Regions from separate parts of the Danio rerio genome. Here region 1 is linked to region 2. A link is a contact called in public Hi-C data. All regions are on one chromosome and are shown on one strand. The core of a region is the stretch at or near the end of the contact, and the rest is flanking DNA. Distances in the headings are between cores, read along the strand shown. Region 1 has its middle 5.7 kb from the start of rsph9. Region 2 holds the start of si:dkey-14d8.7.

Region 1 (5,097 bases), core at 774-3,273, 120 kb before region 2:
TTTTTTTTTGTAAATTGTTATTGGTACCAGCTGGTTCTTTAACTCTCAAGTTGCAAGATGTTTTATGGCACCCTTTATTAAAAAAAAAAAAACTTCTAATCTTTTGTTAAGATTTTTTCTTTTTCCTATGTGGATTTGAGTATGTAGTAGGATCTCAGAGGTCACATGTTTGGTGTAAAGCACATATGAACAATCATACAAATAAAAACTATATATATTTTTATAGCTTGAGTTCAGTCTGTGCAAGCCAGAAACGAAAGCGTTTACAGCATTTGACACCATGATAAACCCTTTAGAGCTTTAATAGACGCAAATGTCCATATGCTACTTTAGACAAAACATGCATGTGGGTCAAATAAAGCATTTCAGTAATTCTTTAAAAGGCCCAAAAACGTGCTGACCAGAGGTCAGGGTTGCACTGAATGGTGTTTGCTGAGGGCCTCATTGTGGCAAAACTCCCAGACCAATGAAGCATTTTTGTTATAAAGTGAATCAAGTGTTGGCAGCTGTAGCGAATCCAGATGAACCTTATTGTACCTCTACAAACAGCTGCTGGAGGCCTGGATATAAGCCAACTATTAGCATAGTAAATAAACAGATTTTATTAGAATCACAGTTACAATGCCTCATGTTCCTGCATATAGATTTAAACGCTACTTTCACTAAAATACAACATTACACAACGTTATGATGAAGCTATCTGTGTTACAGACATGAAAGATACCTTGTATTATTTATTTAATATTTGAACTACTAGCGGATTTACAAAAATACCTAATATTTTCAAAGAGCATTTGCAAACATGAGGAGCACATATGAACACCACACTCTTATGATTACTTTTTGTCCTTACAATAAGGATTAGGTTTACTAATTTAAGGACAATAAGGTTAAGTTTACTCATTTAAATGGGTTTAATAGGTGTGGCATAATCTGTGTCCCGACCTAAACCCAAATGAAACATTGATTCCATCTTGCTAAAAGCAATGATAAAGTTTATCCTTTGTTTTACCCAGTCTGTGTATTTTGCATTTCTTTTTCAGCACTGGTCTTTGAATTTCATGTTGCGCTTCTGGAGGCCAGTCTGAATTTCTTTTCATATGTTGTGCGTTAACAATGATCCTAAACACCTAATGGCTAAGCCTGTCTGCCACAGTCGCCACGCCCCCAAACTTTTGCTATTGGTCACAAGTGATTGACAGATTTAAGTGGACCAGTCTCAGTGTTTTAAAGGGTGCTCGAGGGGACTCAGTGTTTACACTTTTGGGGGAGATATACCCATGAATGGTGCACTCATGCTATACGAACAATAGTTGAGAATTCATCTTAATATCAAAAAACTGATCGTCAAAGATCATTTTAGGAGCCATAAAGTGACACTTTAGATTAGAAACTGCTCTTATGACCTCATTATAGTGACTTTTGCTTAATATTATCGCAAGGCAAGTGCTATATTTATATTTATATAGCACATTTCATATACAATGGTAATTCAAAGAGCTTTATATAAACAAGGAGATTTTAAAAAATCATACAATAAGTATAAGGGATAAAAATAACAATGAATTAAAATGATACAAAACCAATTAAACGTGCATTAAAACAGGTTTAAAAGAAAAAAAAGCATGATTAATCTTGTAAAGTGGGCATCTACACAATGTGGGACCTGTCATGTAGCTCAGATCACATGGTTGAATACGGGGACACGTTCACACACTCAATGGCTCGTCTCCAGCTGCGTTTAGTCTTTCAAACTACAGGAACTAATTATTGTTGCGCTTGTATATGGTGCCTCGAAATAACCCAAAAGATGATTCATTCTTCCATTAACGCAGACGAAGATGTTTCCTCCTCTCCTCCCTTCTTCTCTCCTCTTTTCAGATACTCCACACTCTTTTGGGAAGCCATGATTGATGCCCGTGACCCGGTGACCTGGAGTGCGTTTGACTGATCTCTATGCCAGCCAACCACAAAGCCCGACGCCATTGATTTCCCCTTCTGATCCCTCCCTTTTGTCTGCGGGGATTATTCCCATGGCAACGCTGGTGGTCTGTAAGGTAACGTTCTCAGAGCCCAGAGTAATAGACCCTCACCAGGCCCTGAGGGTGAACTTATTCCACTTCACCCAGACAGACTTTAAGGGAAAACTAATAGCAAAGTTTCATTTCTTTGCCAGACGTCTCTTAAGGTTTGCGGAGGGGAAGAAACCGAGACAGAGATAAATGAGGGAAGAAACTGAGGGAGAATTTCCTGGGCTTTTGCTCTGCTATCCGATCATCAACAGAATCAGTAATTCTACAGCACTCTTTTTGTCTTAAAGGTATAGTTCACTCTAAAATGAAGATCGAGTGCATTGCTGCTCACTTATCTTTTTCAACAGAGCTTGTTCTAGACGTAATTTTTCTATTTTGATTACAAAAGAACTTTGGTGAACTCTTATAAACCAGCAAGCAAACCAGCCAGCTTCAAAATCTGTAATTCTCCAACACTCTTTGTCTTAAAGGGATAGTACACACTAAAATGAAGATCGAGTGCATTGCTGCTCACTTATCTTTTTCAGCAGAGAATGTACTCCTAATCATTTAATTTATAGGTTGTTTGCACATTGCGTCATTGATGAAACGCGAAATTCAGATGAAGGGTAGGAAGTGACTTTTCTACATAGAATCAAGTTCACACTTTGCTGAGGATTGATTATAAGTGGGGCGAGGCAGTGGTGCAGTAGGTAGTGCTGTCGCCTCACAGCAAGAAGGTCGCTGGTTCGAACCTCGGGTCAGTTGGTGTTTCTGTGTGGAGTTTGCATGTTCTCCCTGCCTTCGCGTGGGTTTCCTCCGGGTACTCCGGTTTCCCCCAAAGACATGTGGTACAGGTGAATTGGGTAGGCTAAATTGTCCATAGTGTATGAGTGTGTGTGTGAATGTGTGTGTAAATGTTTCCCAGAGATGGGTTGCGGCTGGAAGGGCATCCGCTGCGTAAAAACTTGCTGGATAAGTTGGCGGTTCATTCCGCTGTGGCGACCCCAGATTATTAAAGGGACTAAGCCGACAAGAAAATGAATGAATGAATGATTATAAGTGAAGTTTATTTATAAACTAATTTCGAGAGGATCTCGTGCTTATGATTGCTTGCTGCCAGCCATGCATTATTCAATTTATGATTCACCAATCAGACGATTCCTAAGCCACAATAAATACCCTGAGTTCCATATTACAGCCATCTTTGTTTTGAAGAATCCCCTCTTCCACTCCTACTCCTCTTCCTTTCCTAGATGGGTGGCACGGTGGCCCAGTGGATAGAACTGTTGCCTCACAGCAAGAACGTCACTGTTTTTTAGTCCTTACCAAGCCAGCCGATGTTTCTGTGCGAAGTTTACACTTTCTCCCCGTGCTCACGTGGATTTCCCTGGGGTTCCCTGGTTTTCTCCCACCGTCCAAAAACATGCAACTTAAGTTAATTGACTAATACAAATCGGCACCATAGAAATGCTCCTAGTAAGTAGTTATCTCTTAAGAGCAATCTCTGTCTGTTCATCGGCTAGTTCAGCAGGGGAGTTCTCGAGATCTAGCTGAGCTCAAACTCCCCTCCTGTTTTGCAAACGGGAGGGAGCCCCGGGCTCGAGGATCTTATGAGCTCAGGGCTCTCTCCCGGGACATCATGCCAATTAATTAATTTATTAAAGTTACAAAAAATGTCTTGTGGCTGGATGTTTTAAACTCTGAAATATTAAAATGTTCACACACTCTCAGGCCTTAAAGGGACAGTTTACTCATAGATTTAAATGTACTCACGATTTACTCACACTTCACTTGTTTCAATACTGTAGGAGATCCTAAATTCTATTCTTTTTGTGTTCATTAAAGAAAAAAAGGAATTGCATACATGTTTGAAACAAGGGAAGGGTGTCTAGAAAATGCTCATTTTTGGGTGAACCATCTATTTAAAAATGCATGCAGATGATAAACTTTTACTCCATTATGATTAAACTCTATATTAAACTATAATCCTGACATTGCATATCCTGTGATGTGACTATTGCGGATGCACATATAGATTGATATATCGATGCTGAAACGATATATTGTGCAGCTTACTTCTTTTCTGTCCTTGGCCAAAAACTAGCTCTCACATTGTTGTAAAAGTTGGAGTAAAAGTTTATCATCTGCATGCATTTTTAAATCAATGGTTCACCCAAAAATTAGCATTTTCTAGACACCCTTTCCTTGTTTCAAACATTTATGCGTTTCCTTTTTTTCTTAAACGAACACAAAAATAATATAATTTAGGATCTCCTATAGTATTAAAACAAGTGAAGTGTGAGTAAATAGTGAGTACATTTAAATCTATGAGTAAACCCTTTAAGGCCTGTGACTGTGTGAATATTTTGAGTTTAAAACATCCAGCCACAAGAATTTTTTGTAAGCATCATCAAAATCATTTTTACTTAGATATAAAAACAAATTTAAACAAAATAGATTTGTTTTGTGTTCCATAATATGCTGTAATAAATTTGAACGTCATTGTTTTTCTTATTATTTATCATGTATATGTAGACATTACATGAAACATTACGTCATGTGTATGAACCCTGTATTACTAAATATTTAGTTTTATCAAATCGTTTTATTTACACATTATGGAATATGTGTACATCAAATGATTCAACATTTTATTTACATATTATGGATTGTGTAAATAAAATATGTTATCATTGTCGTTTTGTGATTTTTAATTATTTATTTATTATTATTATTATTTTTTTAATTATTTTTCTTCCCCAGTACAGGGTTGTGGCTGGAAGGGTATTCACTGCATAAAAAACATATGCTGGAATAGTTTGTTGGTTCATTCCGCTGTGGAAACTTCAACCAGGGACTAAGCCAATGGAAAATGAAGGAATGAATGTCATTTTGTGATATATTTTACACTTGAAATAATGCAGCACAGACAAAACCCAACACTATTCAGCACATAATACTAAATGAGTCAGTGCACCTATAACGCCTTATAACTGTTGACAATCACTCACGTTGATATCTATCTTTGCAGACTTGCATGAGACAGATCTGTCCAAAGAGATGAAATACAGCCATGTTTGCT
Region 2 (4,460 bases), core at 954-3,453:
GTGAAATTGATCATGTCCATATATTTATTTTTAAGCAGCTTCATGTCTATATATTTATTTACCATATCCATACACTGTATATATACCATTTAATATTTCTGTATAATGACTATTAAAATTCATAAACTAAAAGCCATTTCAATTACACCATAGACTCCATAAGGTATCATTATGGACCCTTCAGGTACAAATTTGTACCGTTTGAAAAGTTACATGCCCCAGTGACAGCTCCTGTACCTTTATTTCTGAGAGTGTAAACAGTTGAGGTCAGAATTATTAGTCCCCCTTTGAATTTTTTTTTCTTTTTTAAATATTTCCCAAAATATAAATAAAAAAAAAGTTTTTAATTTTTAAAGAAACATTTTAAAGCCAAAATTATTAGCCCCTTTAAGCTATATATTTTTTCGATAGTCTACAGAACAAACCATCCTTATACAATAACTTGCCTAATTACCCTAACCTGCCTAGTTAATTAACCTAGTTAAGCCTTGAAATGTCACTTTAAGCTGTATAGAAGTGTCTTGAAAGATATCTAGTAAAATATTATGTACTGTCATCATGGCAAATATAAAATATATCAGTTATTAGAAATGAGTTATTAAAACTATTATGTTTAGAAATGTGTTGAAAAAAAAAATCTGCTCTCTGTTAAACAAAAATTGGGGAAAAAAATAAACAGGGGGGCGAATAATTCTGACTTTAACTATATATGTCCATATATTTATTCAATTAGCAAGCGGATAGAAGGAACCCTATCAGCTGATCACCCTGTCAGTATTTAGAGTGAATATTTTGGGTAGCCATACTTACTCATGTTTATTCTCGTGGTAGCTTTCAGCACCCGCCAGGTAGTTTTGGTTGGGCACAGTCCAGTGAAAGTATTCATCAAACCAGTTCACATAAGTCGTCCACTCACATTCAGCAATACATTGGCCAATACCTCTACAGCAGTGAAACTGCCACCTGGATAAAGATACGTCACAAGATTACCTGAGGTGACACATGTCAAAATTAGTAAGAAAATCTCCGCTCACCGTCTGTCCTCATGTTTGTTGTTGTGGTAGCTGCTCATTCCTGACATGAAGTGGTGTGCTGGACACTCATAGGTGAACTGTTGGTCGAAGTCATTGACATACGGTGACAGAAAACAGTCTGCACCAGAGCTAAAGGTGTCTTTACAGCCAAACTCCCACATCCGGTCCTCATGATGATTGTGATGTTGGCTTTGGTTTATTAGGATGAAAGTATACAGTGAGGATTAATTCAGGGGAGTCTAAAGTCGGTCCTGGAGGGCCGGTGTCCTGCTGATCTTAGCTCCAACTTGCTTCAACACACCTGACTGGAAGTTTCTAGTATAGCTAGTAAGAGCTTGATTAGCTTGTTCAGGTGTGTTTGATTGGGGTTGGAGCTAAACTCTCCAGGACACCCTGGACAACCCTGAAGTAATTGAATAGACGTAAATAGATAAATTATATACAAGAACTTACTGTCAGTACTGTATTTCACTTTCTGTAAATGAATTGTAAACTCAAGCACTCTTTAAATTGAGCATTGAGTTCCAAACCAAATCAAGGGACATGTCAGAACTTCAGTGAACATTCTACCAAAGTTAGCAAACCTTTTTTTCAGTAATGTTAACAGAACGTTTGTGATAACACAAATTTAGCTGGTCTTTATTTTTAAGCACACAATGGTATACACTGTTTAACGTATTCTAACAATATTCAATGATAAAATTCCCAAAATAACTTACGAAATTTAATCATTTCTTAGCATTTAACTAGTTATAAAATGAGCTTTAAGCAGTATGTTCCAGTTAACTTGAATAATTTATGCCATATAACTTGCTGCAATGCAAATCTATTATGTGTTTAAATTTATTCATAATTCAGCTAAACATATACTGTATTTCTTCAACAAAATACAAAGTATCTGCTTTCCACTCACTCACCTCTTTATATAGGAGATGGACTGTCCTGGAGGGCAGGTAAAGTCTAGAGGCTGATCATAGGCATTTTCCCAGAGTAATTCTGTGGGAATGGATTCAGACAGAGTATTTCACAACAAGCCTATATATTGATTTATAAGAAGTGAAAAAACGTTCAAAAAGCTTCTCACCCTGTCCACTCGCCAAGAGAGCGGTCAGCAGCAGAAATACAGCAGCTCTCTGCATGATGTTGTCAAGTCAAATTAGGAGACGATCTATGAGAAAAAGCGTGCAGCGTTTATATAGAGCTCAGAGCTGATGGTCACTGATGTATCATACGGTCGGTTATTTAACAAGTGTGTTCTCATCATGTTTGAACAGGTGTTGACCTTCACCATTTTAAGGTGAATTCTCACTGATGTTAAAAAAGCAAGTTAAATACATGAAAAAGGTTTGGCATCTGTTTTTAATGATGAGTTTTCATTTTAAGCACAAGCATTATTTGTAATCGTGCAATTTCTATTGAAAAATCTTTTTTTATTTTTATTTTTTTACTTTATTGCTGAAAAACGCTTGGATTTTAGCATGAAAATACTTTTTTTTTTTTTTACATTTTAACTCTTCCCCCCTCCCCCAAAGCATCCTAATTTAGTTGAACGGGTAGTTGTATTGTTATACATGGGCTTAGGCAAAGAAAAACATATACTGTATACTCCACATACAGAAATACACATATACATATATCAATCAATAAACCCGAAGCATGAGAGGTATTTGCTTGTGCCATTGTATAGTTATGTTCCAAAAATTGTATAAACAAATCCCAAATTTTATGGTACTTCTTTAATTTGCCCTTCATACTGTAGGTGATTCTTTCCAGTGCAATGTAATGTCAAATCTTTCAGCCAGTGGTCAATAGATGAACTTTCTATGTTCTTCCAATAGAGTGCTATCAAACTCTATTCAATTTTCTATTTATATGTGTGCGATGTAGTGTTATTTTGAAATCAAATAAATATACATATATATTTTTGTCGCTTTTAAATTTAATATGTCAGTTAGTTTCTTGGTAATTTTTGTGTTTCATTGTTAATTGAGTGCAGGTAACTGTTTCTTGTCATAAATATAGACATAGATGATGGAATGATGTTAAGAAGAAATTCAATAAATCAAAACGTTTATGACAACCACCAAGTAGTTAAATCAAACATTGTATTTGCTCACTGAACACAAAGAAAGAAATAATTCCTAGCAAGTTTAAACCAACACTTGTGTTACTTCAACATCACACACTCTGTGACTCATGGCTGAAAAAAGGATTCCAGCACAAAAGGTTAATCATCATATCCTTTAAAAAGTGGCCTTCCAAGTAACATCTCCACCATGATGCAGCCCACTGGCCAAATATCAACTGAAACAGAAAATAAAAACTGTTCCCACTCATTGAAATGTCCTGCAGTGACTTCTAGTGGTTAGCTAATGTCATAACTGCGTTTGTTTGCACTCCATTAGTAGTTCTATGTTTGACCTGTTTGTGAGTAGTGCATCCAGTTTAGAATAATCTCTGGTGCTTTGTGTTAATGCATTCAAATTCAAAAGTTTATGTATTTTTTATTATATTTTTTAGGGTACCAATAAATAAAAGCATGCAAATAAAATATGAATCATTCAGTTGATAGGTTTTGTAAGAAAATAGACAAATTCAATGATTTATTTTATTCTGTTGAGCTGATGTCATTTCTTTCTTCTCACAGTCTTGGTTCACTTCCAGATTTCCCGCTTTTTAAGAACGACACACATTTACAAGAAACACCAATCTTCAGTGCAGCCAGTGAGGTAGGAAATCTTTCCTTTTATAACTTACGTTGTTGTTGTTTTTTTACCTTATTGTAAATATATAATTTCTTGATCTAATTCAAGTATTATTTATTTATTCATTTATTTATTTGTTTATTTATTTATTATTTATTCTGAAAACAAGTAATTTTGGTTTTTATTTCAAACTATGTTGGTTTAAGAATGTAACAACATAATATTGCAAAACAAAATGGTTATAATTCTCATAGACCAAAGAAGAAAAGTTTTTTTTTTAGGCATTTAAGCCTAAAAGTGTGATATAGCTATAGGATTTAAAACTTTTCATACACACCTTTGAATTTCATTCTACAGAAGTGGTGCAAAGTCTGGTTTTATTACAGAACGTTGACCTTTTCACAATTTTAGAATTGTTATAACAATGCCCTTAAACCGTTAACGAAGTTCTTACAAAGTCTTACGAATATCTTACGAAGAACATTTTACAGCGAAGGTATTTAAACGATATGACACTTTATAGTCAGCCAGTGAAGAAAAAATACAATTTGCTTGATATGATCATAATTTCTAGGCTTGATGAACTTTAGCAACTGGCCACTCTTGACTTACTTGTTTAATAAAGATGACAGCAAGCCAGCTAATAGAGCATCACAACTGTCCAGTCTGAATATGGTATGAATGCATGTACTAGATTGTCTGCATCAGAAACAGAAATGTT

What was found. A called contact is a pair of places that touch in the nucleus more often than the background predicts.
Region 1: a contact with region 2 is called in a Hi-C map of hematopoietic stem cells, with 2.8 times the contacts expected there. The contact joins the enhancer-like site here to the promoter of si:dkey-14d8.7 in region 2. A contact is called at or near these places in 3 of 18 Hi-C or Micro-C datasets (caudal fin, hematopoietic stem cells and an unstated tissue).

Annotation. Positions count from the first base shown.
Region 1 is chr4:6,076,862-6,081,958 of GRCz12tu, reverse strand. No RefSeq gene overlaps it. Among named protein-coding and RNA genes, the nearest start is that of rsph9, 5.7 kb to the right of the region's middle. Within about 2 kb of position 2,023, at least 16 of the 62 cell types and tissues checked have an H3K27ac peak or open chromatin away from gene starts, as enhancers often do.
Region 2 is chr4:5,957,453-5,961,912 of GRCz12tu, reverse strand. It overlaps si:dkey-14d8.7, which reads right to left and starts at 2,203. Exons shown (of 5, transcript NM_001044836.1): 1 at 2,119-2,203; 2 at 1,952-2,030; 3 at 1,035-1,223; 4 at 811-963. The coding sequence starts at 2,173. It overlaps LOC101884942 (soluble scavenger receptor cysteine-rich domain-containing protein SSC5D), which reads left to right. Exons shown (of 16, transcript XM_021475421.3): 8 at 3,682-3,763.